Regions from separate parts of the Mus musculus genome. Here regions 2 and 3 are each linked to region 1. Evidence: chromatin contacts called from public HiChIP or PLAC-seq data. All regions are on one chromosome and are shown on one strand. Each heading gives the region's core, a stretch centred on a gene start, on an enhancer-like site or on the middle of the called end of the contact. The rest is flanking DNA. Distances are from core to core; before and after follow the strand shown.

Evidence for each region. HiChIP or PLAC-seq counts read pairs in DNA pulled down with a chosen protein or histone mark.
Region 2: a contact with region 1 is called in an H3K27ac HiChIP or PLAC-seq map of oligodendrocyte precursor cells, with 5 times the contacts expected there. The contact joins two enhancer-like sites. A contact is called at or near these places in 1 of 484 Hi-C or Micro-C datasets (forebrain), 5 of 115 datasets of contacts at active chromatin or transcription factors (astrocytes, embryonic basal ganglia, neural progenitor cells and 1 more) and 2 of 9 other capture datasets (adipose tissue and liver).
Region 3: a contact with region 1 is called in an H3K27ac HiChIP or PLAC-seq map of neural progenitor cells, with 4 times the contacts expected there. The contact joins two enhancer-like sites. A contact is called at or near these places in 1 of 484 Hi-C or Micro-C datasets (bone marrow-derived macrophages), 1 of 115 datasets of contacts at active chromatin or transcription factors (neural progenitor cells) and 2 of 9 other capture datasets (embryonic stem cells and liver).

The regions. Positions count from the first base shown.
Region 1 is chr15:30,449,066-30,452,701 of GRCm38.p6, reverse strand. The region is part of intron 2 of Ctnnd2 (catenin (cadherin associated protein), delta 2); the gene reads right to left. Among named protein-coding and RNA genes, the nearest start is that of Gm41284, 52 kb to the left of the region's middle. Within about 2 kb of position 1,746, at least 28 of the 459 cell types and tissues checked have an H3K27ac peak or open chromatin away from gene starts, as enhancers often do. A contact at or near this core is called in embryonic basal ganglia, neural progenitor cells and oligodendrocyte precursor cells, where this site is marked.
Region 2 is chr15:30,691,837-30,695,472 of GRCm38.p6, reverse strand. All of the region lies in intron 9 of Ctnnd2 (catenin (cadherin associated protein), delta 2), which reads right to left. It overlaps Gm41283 (a long non-coding RNA gene), which reads right to left. Exons shown (of 2, transcript XR_875095.2): 1 at 1-3,636. Among named protein-coding and RNA genes, the nearest start is that of Gm41283, 10 kb to the right of the region's middle. Within about 2 kb of position 1,617, at least 58 of the 459 cell types and tissues checked have an H3K27ac peak or open chromatin away from gene starts, as enhancers often do. A contact at or near this core is called in embryonic basal ganglia, neural progenitor cells and oligodendrocyte precursor cells, where this site is marked.
Region 3 is chr15:30,660,167-30,663,802 of GRCm38.p6, reverse strand. The region is part of intron 7 of Ctnnd2 (catenin (cadherin associated protein), delta 2); the gene reads right to left. Among named protein-coding and RNA genes, the nearest start is that of Gm31841, 21 kb to the left of the region's middle. Within about 2 kb of position 1,947, at least 35 of the 459 cell types and tissues checked have an H3K27ac peak or open chromatin away from gene starts, as enhancers often do. A contact at or near this core is called in neural progenitor cells, where this site is marked.

The DNA of each region.
Region 1 (3,636 bases), core at 497-2,996:
TGTTTGTCACCTAATAGTAAAGGCACAGTGGAAAGGGAAGCAACACGAACACAGAAGCTCTGCCACTATAAACAGGTGGCTTCGCTGTGGTTTACAATGAAGTGTCAGATCCTCACGTAAATTTTCTATTTAGTAAAACTTTTGCTAATTCCAAGATTCTTCTTTAAACTCATTTTGTCTTTTCATCTTCTGTGATAATAAGTATTCCAGTACAAGAGCCTATAATTCTACTTATTATCCTTCCAAAGTCTAAGTTACAGAATGACATGGGTTGGACAGTCAAATTACCGAGTCTGCCTTCCAACGGCCATGGAGAAGCTCCAGCAGTAAGAAGTTGTAGCAATTAAATAATTGCAAGGAGTAACCGTTTCAGAGCTAGCTCAGCTTTTCCTGTGTAGGACTGCAGTTATCTTTGCTGTCCATGGCCAAAGCAGACTGTGTCAGGAGGCAAGGGGAAGAAAAGGAGAAAGGGAAGAGGAAAGAAACTGCAAACAGGGCTGGACCTCTGCCTGGGATGTGGCAGTGACAGCTTCTCACACAAACCCAGACCTCCAGTGCTGTCCTGCTTCCCTGAACCGTGGAAAGCTGGTTAGACACAAAAGGCAAGCCTCTTGTTACCGAGCCTGGAACTGCATGCCCTCACACACTAGCTCACATTTGTCCATCAGTATAAACTTGAACTCTATCACGAAGGATGAAGAGAATTGTAAATCTCACTAATCAAATGTGTTCCGGTTACTACATGCTCCATCAAGGAATCTAGGCACCCGCACTAAGCAAATCACACACCCTCCTTCATTTTATCTCAACGTAAAGCTACGGCAGTGACAGACTGAGACCAGACGACTTTAGCTACCCCTCTCCATCCTGGCATGAATCTAATTTCACTGTCTTAGGAGCATTCTGGGTTTTTCAACAAGGTTGCAAGTTTGACCATCCTGGCGGTAGTACTTCGATTCCTGATGTTGCAAATAGTTACACTATAAAATCTATGACTTGTGTTTTGGGGAAAAATAGAACTTGGAAGCTAGAATCCCTAAGCTAATAAAAACATTGTCAGCAAGGGAGTAAGGTCAGATCATACTTGAAAATACATTAATGAAGGAGATGGTAAAATAATAATAATAAAAATGATGATGATGACGACAGTAATAATGTACAATAGCTGTAGGCTTACTCTCAATAAGTCAGAAATAAAGCAAAGCTAGCTTTCTCATTTTTAAAGGAGTCTCTCTCCCTCTCTGTCTCCTCTGACACACACACACACACACACACACACAGAGAGAGAGAGAGAGAGAGAGAGAGAGAGAGAGAGAGAGGCATGCAGGCACTAGGAAAGTAATGGCAGAATACAATGCATTTTAAGTTACAAAAGACAATTTTCCTCCTGGCATAACTGAGCCCATTTTTTTTGTTGTTGTTTATAACAGGTAAAGGAAGCCTACCGTATTTTTCATGTTGTATGTCTGAAGTATACACTTAAGATGTTATCTTTGCAGAAATAATTCATTTCATCTGATTGCTTAGAATTACATCTTACGATCCTAGCATTAAAAATAACACTTGTTTCAGTTTTTCACATACTTAGAGCATCTCTTTATTCTTATATTCTCCTAACATTTATATAAATTCACGATCATGAATAATGCCTTGTCAAAACAGAGTGAGCCCTGTTTCTTTGGTTGGACTTACGTATTATGCCAGTGCCCTTGGTCGAAGGCACCAGAGGAATACCAATAAGAAAATGCACATGACTAAGCATTTTAAGTTCTTCACACAATGTGCTTGGCTAAGACACAAGCTAAATAGCCTACTTGAAAACTACTTTTGCATGCAGGCGTGCGCGCACACACAAGAACCTACAGTAAAATGAAAGAAACCAGTAGAATGTTTTAAAACAAGTATGAAAAAAAAGTTCTTGAAATAACACTACCACTCAACCTGTCAAATCCTATTTATATAAAAGCATCTGTAGAATTATCCTCCGTAGGTTATGCTGTACTTGAGTAGTATCACAGATTTCGAAGATGGATGCCAGGACTTTCTGTCCTCTATCTAAGAGTTAACCTGAACACTGGCCACCTAAGCATGGAAGGCTGTAGTTATAATGTGTAGTCATTACGGTAAAGAAATGAATGGAGTGAGGGTGGCTCCTAACAACTGCCATTTCTGTAATTCCTGGACTTTAGACTTCTCTTTCTGCTTTAGGTTGATGGTCTTTAGTTAAAAATAAACATTATCAAAATACTCAGTCCTTCCCAAATTCTATCCCTTGTTATATTTCATCTCAGGTAGCTAAGATCAATCTTTACGTGCATTCCCTTCAGTCTCTCTCCTAGGAGCCACACCTCAGAAGCACTGTATTATGAGGCTCAAACTTCCCATTCCCCTTCCCTCTGAACAGAAAATATGAGAATCTCTAGTTCCATCTAAATCAACCAAATTCCCCTTGGTATGCATAGCCTATGGCTATCTCCCTTCCCATCTATCCACTAAGCATTTCCCCATAGAACATGATTTCCTTGGTCATGCTAGACACAGGGAAAGCCCATGACACCCCAAAATGCTGACCCTGTATTTTGATTGCATTTGAATGGTACAGTTACATTTCCTTAAATAAAAGGAAACATATCTCCCTTTCAATAAGCCTTCTGTGGAAAGGCTTACAAATGAAGGAAAGGCAGGTAGTATTGATCAGATAGCTCTTTAAAAGTGGGACTGAAGATGAAGAACTGAATAGCCACTGCTAATTCTCATGAAATTATGAAGATTCAATCAAAATCAGTAGGTGTCTTTACCGTATCTGTTAATAACTTGCTCAAAAAAAAAAAAATCACACATCAAAAGGACGTGCCTCGACAACAAACATACTCATGTCAGTCTGTCTCGCAAGTCAGAATGCTACTACAGTTTTCTGCAAACCTGGAAGGTAAACACATTAAGGAAGAGTTACCCATCCAGGTTTCACGTGTAGCGGACATTTTACCGCAAATAGATCTTTTACAACACTTGTGTAGCTACCAAATCTACGTCTCTTAAGCTTTGGAAATGTAGTCATTTAGGGTGAGCACATGCTTTGCTATGAGACGGGCAGAGTAAGCTACTCCCTGAAAACGTGGAATCTCCTCCTTCCCCCAGCTACTCCCTATAAACGTGGATCCCATGTTAATTCAGGGATCGCCATCAGATCAGCAGATGCACTGACACGTGCCACTGTCCAAGCCACTTCACCAGCCGTACATATTCCAATCATAAAGTTATTTGGGGATTTTCATTAATTTATTGTGTGTGAAACTGGTGACATCCCAAACATATTTTTTGTCATGTGTTTCACTTTTTTCAAAGTACCTGACCCCCCCCCCCCATGTAATTTTAAAAAACTTTTTCTTTACTTTTGGCAATTCCTAGTCTATCCTAAAATATCAGAGCCTCCATTTATTTAGGAGATTAAGAGGGGGTCAAAGATAAGATGTGCCTGAGAATGCTTCCATGTCCTCAGCAGTCGAGACTTGAACTGACTCAGGACAGCCTGGAAATTAAGGAAAGACGAGTGCACAGAGGCACATACAGAAGGGCAGAGGTTGGGACAGCCATGCACGCTCTAGTAGAGCACACCTACTATGGACCACCCAGAAC
Region 2 (3,636 bases), core at 368-2,867, 240 kb before region 1:
CTGAATGCTTTTGTTTGGTTCCTGGAATAAACTGGGTGTGGCGTCTGAAAGGTGTTTCTGATAGAGTCGGTGACGATGGCAATCACATGCACAGCTCTCATTTTGGGGTCTGGTTAGAATGCAGACCATGGTGTCTGAGGCATGGAGTAAGGGCCTGGGATTCTAAATTTCCCACCAGCACCTATGCTCTGATCCACACACTAGAACGCAAGCCTCTAGGTGCTAGTAAGTTTTGCCCACTCTAGAACTTGTTTGAGTAAAATAATATGTTTTAATGCAAAATTCAAAATTTTAAATTTTAAGTGATTTTAAGTGATGAAATGACCATTAGTTTCTAGAAATCAGTTTACTTCTATTGCTGGGCATGCCCATGTATCAGGATCATTTACATACATGCACAAAGACACACAAATATATATGTATATACATGGAAAACTATAAAACTGCCCATTTTCAAATCTCATTTTATAGAACCTTTATATTCATTTTCAAATTTTATAAAGTTGATAAATAGATCTATATTGACCTGCATATTGCATTTTAATTTTATACTTCATGAATCTTCAGGAAACCACATCTATGTGGAAAAGTGTTGGGCCTGCTAGACCGGCCCCTCTTTGGCCTTCCTAGAAAAGATATCACAACCACAGTTCACTCTACCTTGATCCTTCAGAGCACAGCTCTGTAGCTTCCTACAGAGTTCCACCACAGCTGAAGACTTTCATCCTCACACTGCCCAAAGAGACCTCTGCAAAGCATCAGGCAGATAATGCAAGCTCTGAAAAACCTCTCTCCAGCTACACACCATACCATCACCATCATGGCTGCTCACTGAAGATCCTATCCCAGCTTAGGCTGTGGTGATAAAATGCTAGCTCCTGAATGCCATTCACAACCTAACACAAATTTTCCCACTGGTCTGGAAACTGGGGCCCAAGGTCAAAGTGCTGGGAGGTTTTCCTCCTTCAGAGGCCTCTTTCCTCAATTTGCAAGTGACTGGATTCCCAGTGTCTGCATACAGTCTTGCAAGTCCGTCCTGTGGGGTGAGGGCCTCAACCCAGGGGTGTCAGTTTATCTTTAATCACCTGCTTGGAAACTGTTTCTACACATTGTGAGTCTAGCAGTTAAGACTTCATCATAGGAATTTAGAGGATGGTATTGCACCCATGACATATCTCTTGAGCAAGATTGAACCCCGGGTGCTGGAGAGTTCTGCACATAGAAGACAGACTAGAGGCCTAAGGCAGAGCCCAATCTTTAGCCTAATGGCCCCAGCAAGTAGAGCCAAAGAGAGGAATGGGAGGGAGGTAAGGGTGAGGGGCAAGGTGGCAGAGCAGGGCAGGGGGGCCTAGACCTCTCACCACAGGCAGTGAGGCCCAGGGCAGGCTGATTCCATCCACAGTGCCATTCTCAGAGATCCTGCCCGGTTTCCAAAAGCTTCTATTGTATCTGAGCCTGTGAACTGGTTTTCAATGAGGCCCTCCTGGCTGAGGCTGCTGGGCCCATTTCCTGTCTCTTTCATACCTCTCTGGAAACTTAACAACAAGCTCCTATTGAGCGAGCTTGCCACAGTGCATTCTCATTCCCTGCCACTTGTAAGTGTTCGCTGTGCAGAATGAGCGAATGCAGCACATTACACACAGGCGCTTCATCCTGGAGCATGGGCCGGAATGGCAAGTGCACAGGCCTGGCCCAGGGGCTGAAGGACTTCTTCTGCACTGCCCAGTTTGCCTCCCTTCTCAGTAACCAATGATGTCAGTAATAAAGCTGGAACTGCATTGCAATTTTGAAGAATGCAAATGTATTCTTTCTGAGGATTTGGTGCCTTGCCCTTGGGGTTAGAGTTCTGTTTAAAAGCATCCAGACAGACATAGGTCTGATTTGTGTGTGTGTGTGTGTGTATGTGTGTGATGTTTGTGTATATATATCTGAATGTGTTTTAAGTGTCTCTGTGTGTGTGTGAGAGTGTGTGTATATATGTGTTATGTTTGTGTATATGTATCTGAACATGTTTTGAGACACTGTGGATATTTGTGTAAATATGCCCACCACGGTATTTTACACATTACTCAGGGACACACAGTATTTGTCCTGCTAAAGCTCCATTTGCAACACTGACACCGTCATTTTCCTGATACTTTCCATCTGATTCATGACAAATTTAAATGTGTCAACCTTTCAGTCGTTCTCAGGACAGAGGACAATGAGCACATTATGAGGCGCTGATGGAAACACAACAACTCACCTAAAGATGCCCAGGCATTACAACAATGCAGAGCCCTTCAATGGCAGAAGTGCTCCACTGCGACCAACTTCATCTACCTGAGTGAGCTGTTTTCTAGCAACACCAGGCCTGGCTTGAGCCACGGCAACATCTTTGTGAAGAGACAGGAGAAGAGTCCTAATGGCTCTTGGGAGAACAGGATGCCTTCCTATTGGATTCCTTGATGTTGGTTGCAAGCTTCAGGGTTGGGGGCTTTCATGGTGACCTGGTGCCTCATCCTCGGTATGACTGCAAACAAACTGAGTCAGGGGCTGGGGCTCTGAAGCCAGCAGGCAGCACGAGGAGGACTGACGTTATTAAACAGAATTATATGCTGCATAGCATAAGCAGTGACTAAGGGTGATTTTAAATAAAAATGTAAGAGCTAAGTCTTCAATTACATTTCTACTCAAAGTTGATAGGAGTTTAAGCATGACTGTTTCCTGTGTACTTCCTAGTCACTCTTTCGCCACATCATTTACTTGATGCACATGTCTTTCGGTATCCAAAACAGCGCCTGACCGTTCGCTCAGTAAGTCTTTGCTGAGTAAAATCACAAAATGCCCAAAACTGACTCTGATAAAGATGCTTAAGTGGTATGAACAACTCTCAAGTGGTGTGAATAAGTGTTTTTGTTCTCTAGAATAATATGGCATCTAATTTTAAAAAGCTACTTTACGCTCATTCTTTAACATGGTATTGTGGTTATTATAATTAGGAAATATGTTATTACAGTATGTTTATAGAACTTAGTGGCCCATTTGAGGAGCAGTGCAAAGCAGCAATGCTGTGGTAACCTACAGAGAAGTGGCTTCTACAATTTTCTATGAGGTGGCGGGAGGCACAGCTTGGAAACTGTTACAGTCAGGATCCACCTCATGACCCATTCTCTCTCTGGCTTCCTTGTTCTGCCCCTAGGTAGGCTTCTATTTAAAAGAAGCAGTGCCTGGCCAGCATTTTGTTGCCCGTTACCCTGTGAGTGTGCATTTATGCATACACATCAGGATCTGTGTGTATGCATGTGTGTGCACATATATGTACAGGTATGTGGGTACATGTCAGACCCTGTGTATATACATGTGTGTGCACATATGTGTACAGGTATGTGGGTACATGTGGAGGCAAGACATTAGGTGTCTGTCTCAATTGCTGTACTCCTCGACGTTTTAGTCATTCATTCATTCATTCATTCTTCATTCATTCATTCATTTGTGTGTGTGTACTTGGTGCTTGTATAACTTTTTGTGCAGCTTGTGAATACAAATGCTCGTGCACACCTATGGATATTGGATCCCCTAGAAGTGGAATTAATGACGACTGTCAACTGCATGATCTGGGTGTCAGAAATGGAGCGTGAGTCATCTAGAAAGCCA
Region 3 (3,636 bases), core at 698-3,197, 210 kb before region 1:
TGCCCCTTTCCCAAATGAATATTGTCACGAACTGTGACTCAAACACTTTCTGGTAAAACTAAAAACAACAACAACAACAACAACAACCAACAACAAAATTCATTGGAATCATTGGCCAAAATCACTGGTCTCCACAGCACAATGACTATGTCTATGTGATCTAAACTCTTGTCAAGCAAAGGTCCTTTGATCTTACACCTGCTGTTTAACCCAAGCATTCTTCTTTCTTTTAGGAAAACAGACTTCTTTTGTTTGATTCCTTCAGTGGCTGGCAGGCTTTTGCAAAGCAGGAGTGATGGAGAACACAAGCAGTGTGACCTCCACTCCTAAGATGGGCCCTTTGAGCGGCTGATGGGCACGTTTTCACTTCCCACTGTGAAATGAGGAGTGGACTGTCTAAAAGGTCCTGGATGATGCAAACGCTCCAGGTAAACAGCGGTGAGGGCACTCTCCTGTAAGCCCATTTTTCTCCTCCCGAACAGGTATGTGTTTCATGGAATACCATGCATAGAATGTCCTGATTGAAATTCAGGTTCGTCCTCAGTTTCTGAGGGCCTGAGGTTGGGCATCTTAACAGACTCTCAGAGGAAGCTCCTGCTATTCCTGTGGTAGAGGAGACAAGAGCTTTGGGCTTATCTGATTGCTAGAGGAGTTCAATTAAGACACCAGTCTTGAATACTAGAGGCTGACACATCAATGCCATAATCTCCCCTGCCCTTTTGAGCAAACACGAGTGGCCTCAACAAAGACTCAGGTGTAGCTGGATACTGGCCATGCAGGTGCCCAGCGGCCTAGCACGTCAGCTCGTGCCCCGATGACTACAATGACCGATCCTGTAACTGCTGTGTGTCTCTACAGGGCCATACACCAGGGGGCCACAGATGGTTTTCTTTTTCTACTCCTAGAAATGGTTCTTTCTGAGCTAAGGGAAGGACTGAAGGAGCTGAAGAGGACTGCAACCCAATAAGAAGAACAATATCAACTAACCTGACCATCCAGACTCCCAGGGACTAAACCACCAACCAAAGAGTACCCATCAGGAGATTTGTGGCTCCAGCTACATATGTAGCACAGGATGGCCTTATCTGGCATCAATGGGAGGGGAGGCCCTTGGTCCTGTGGAGGCTTGATGTCCCATTGTAGAGGAATGCTGGGGCAGTGAGGCAGGAGTGGGTGGGTGGGTGGGGGAGCACCCTCATAGAGGCAAAGGGGAGGGAGCACGGCACGGGGAGTTTGCAGAGGGTAAACCCCAAAGGGGGATATCATTTGAAATGTAAACAAATAAAGTGATTAATTACAAGAAAAAGAAATGTCTCTTCTTCCAGGGTATGGAAAAGCTAGGGCTAAGGGTTATCTGGAAAAGAGTCACTTCCAGAAGGGTTAAAAAAAGAGAGAGAGAAAGAAACTTTAAAAAAAAAAAATCAATCAGGCTTTTTATAATTGGATGGGCTGGAGTGTTTTTTGTGGAGGTTATCTTGATTGTGATGTGGGCTTAGGTTTCCTGTGCTGCCTCAGTGCACACACCCTGCCTGCCAAACAAAAGGGTCCTTGATCTTCCACTTTCTTTGTAAGCACACGTCTCCACCCAGGGAAAATATGTGTATCATTTACCTCTGAGACAAAAAAAAAAAAAAAAAAAAAAAAGAAGCTTCAGTAGGAGGCCCTTCCCTGGCAAGGACCTCAGAAGACAACCCAGTGAATAGAAGAATATGGCATATGGATACCTCTGAGAAGTGACCTGGCTTTAATGGTTGCTGTGGAGTGAAGGCAAGATGTAGGTGGGGTCTTCTGCACACAATCAGGGCTTAGTCTTTGGTATTTCCTTTAGTCGGGGAGTCAGAAGAGCCCCGGGCACATCCATTCCTGAGTGGCTATGTACAGAGGCCCTTGCAGGGGGGTTAGTTTCCCTGATGCTTTCAGAGAAAGCTAGCAATGCTCTTGGATGGGGATAGGGGGAGGGTATGGGCTTTGCCTCAAACATGCCTTTACTCTGTGATGTGTCTTGCCGGGAAACCCTAGGACATGGCAGGCAGCCTTCTGGCACATTGTCCCTCCCGCCCTCATGTCCTGTCCTTCTGCAGTTCTAGGATAAAAAACTTTGAGGGCTACGGAGACCAGGGTGTAGCAGTCTTGGCTCAGGAATGTCCTGAATCTGCAGCGTCCGTCCTTCCACAACAGCCTAAGACTCAGCCTGGCAAAGGGACCTTTAGAAGGACTCTGCCCAAGCACCTCAAACATTTGCTGGCAAGGCCAGGGCAAGTGGAGTTACTGTACTTCTATGTAGGGCAAAATAATTAGATGTAAAATGTGTAGCTAAAACATTTGGACATCTACAAGCAAAAGAAGCTCAACATATGAAATCTAATTTTTCCCTCGGAGGAGCCTTGTAGTTATTATACTTGGCTTCAGAATTTGTTGTGAGCAGGAATGGACCACAAGTTAGGCTCACTCCTCTCTTCTTATTGTCCTAATGACCTACTGATGAAAGCAATCTGTGATTTGCTGCTATCTTATTAATTAGTCCACTTCCCAGAGTTTTTAATGGTCAGTCTTACATTGACACCCAAACTTGTCTTCAGCAACAAGGAGGATAAAACTCAACAGGTGTCGTTTTGTTTCTCAGCAGCTCCTTTTGATATCTCTTGGTCAGAGCATCTGCACTGTCAGGTTTCCAGACCTCATTGTTATACATAATCCCCAGAGTTTTCATAGAGAACGTTCGGAACAAGGTAGGCCTGGTACATCTTCATATCTAAGCAGCACAGGCAGGCTGAAGCTTCAAGGCAACTTTCATTAGCTATTCAAAGCGCCACTGGAACAAAGCTGTCTCTCTTTTGGGTTCTGTGGCTTTTGCCCAGGGCCACAGAGGAAATTCTCAGTGAGGAAAGAAGAGTTAGCTCAACAAAAGGGGAAATAAGCAGGCAGGTGCTTCCATAAATCACAAGGTTGTATCGTGAAGGCCCTGGCTGGACTGAATCTCACTATGGAGACCAGATTGGCCTTGAACTCACAGACATCTGCCTGCCTCTGCCTCCCAAGGGCTGGAATAAAAGGCTTGCGCCACCACACTGAGCTGCAATTTTTAAAAGACATGACTCGAGATGGTTTGCATTCTGTAACTTAAAAGCCTTTCAGTTCGATTACTTTCGATATAGCATACATAGGCTGTACAAAGTTCCTTTAAGAACTAGACACTGAGTTTCATAAACATGGTGTAATGCACTTTCTCTATCATTTTTCTGTAGTGGATTTGTTAGCAGAGAGGATTTTGTGGCTTCTATAGGAAAAAGACCCATTAGCTTACAACAAAATTTACAAAGAAGATATACGCTTTGTAGATTCATTATTCCTATGTTTACATTGTATAACCTTTTTATGTATTAATATTTTATTATTTATTCTAATTCTTCTCATATGGAGTTTTGTATATAAAAAGGCTTTGATAAGATAAGAATTATACTGTAAACTATGCAGTTTCCACTAGGATTTAGCTTTTGGATTTTATTAATTTCAAAAAAGCATTCTAGTATGTGTTTATGAGCATGTGTATTTTAAAGCTCAATTAATTTTGGGGTGGAGTATGCACCATTGTCATTTGAATGCCCATCACCCTTGGTAAAACAACTTCTTCATCGC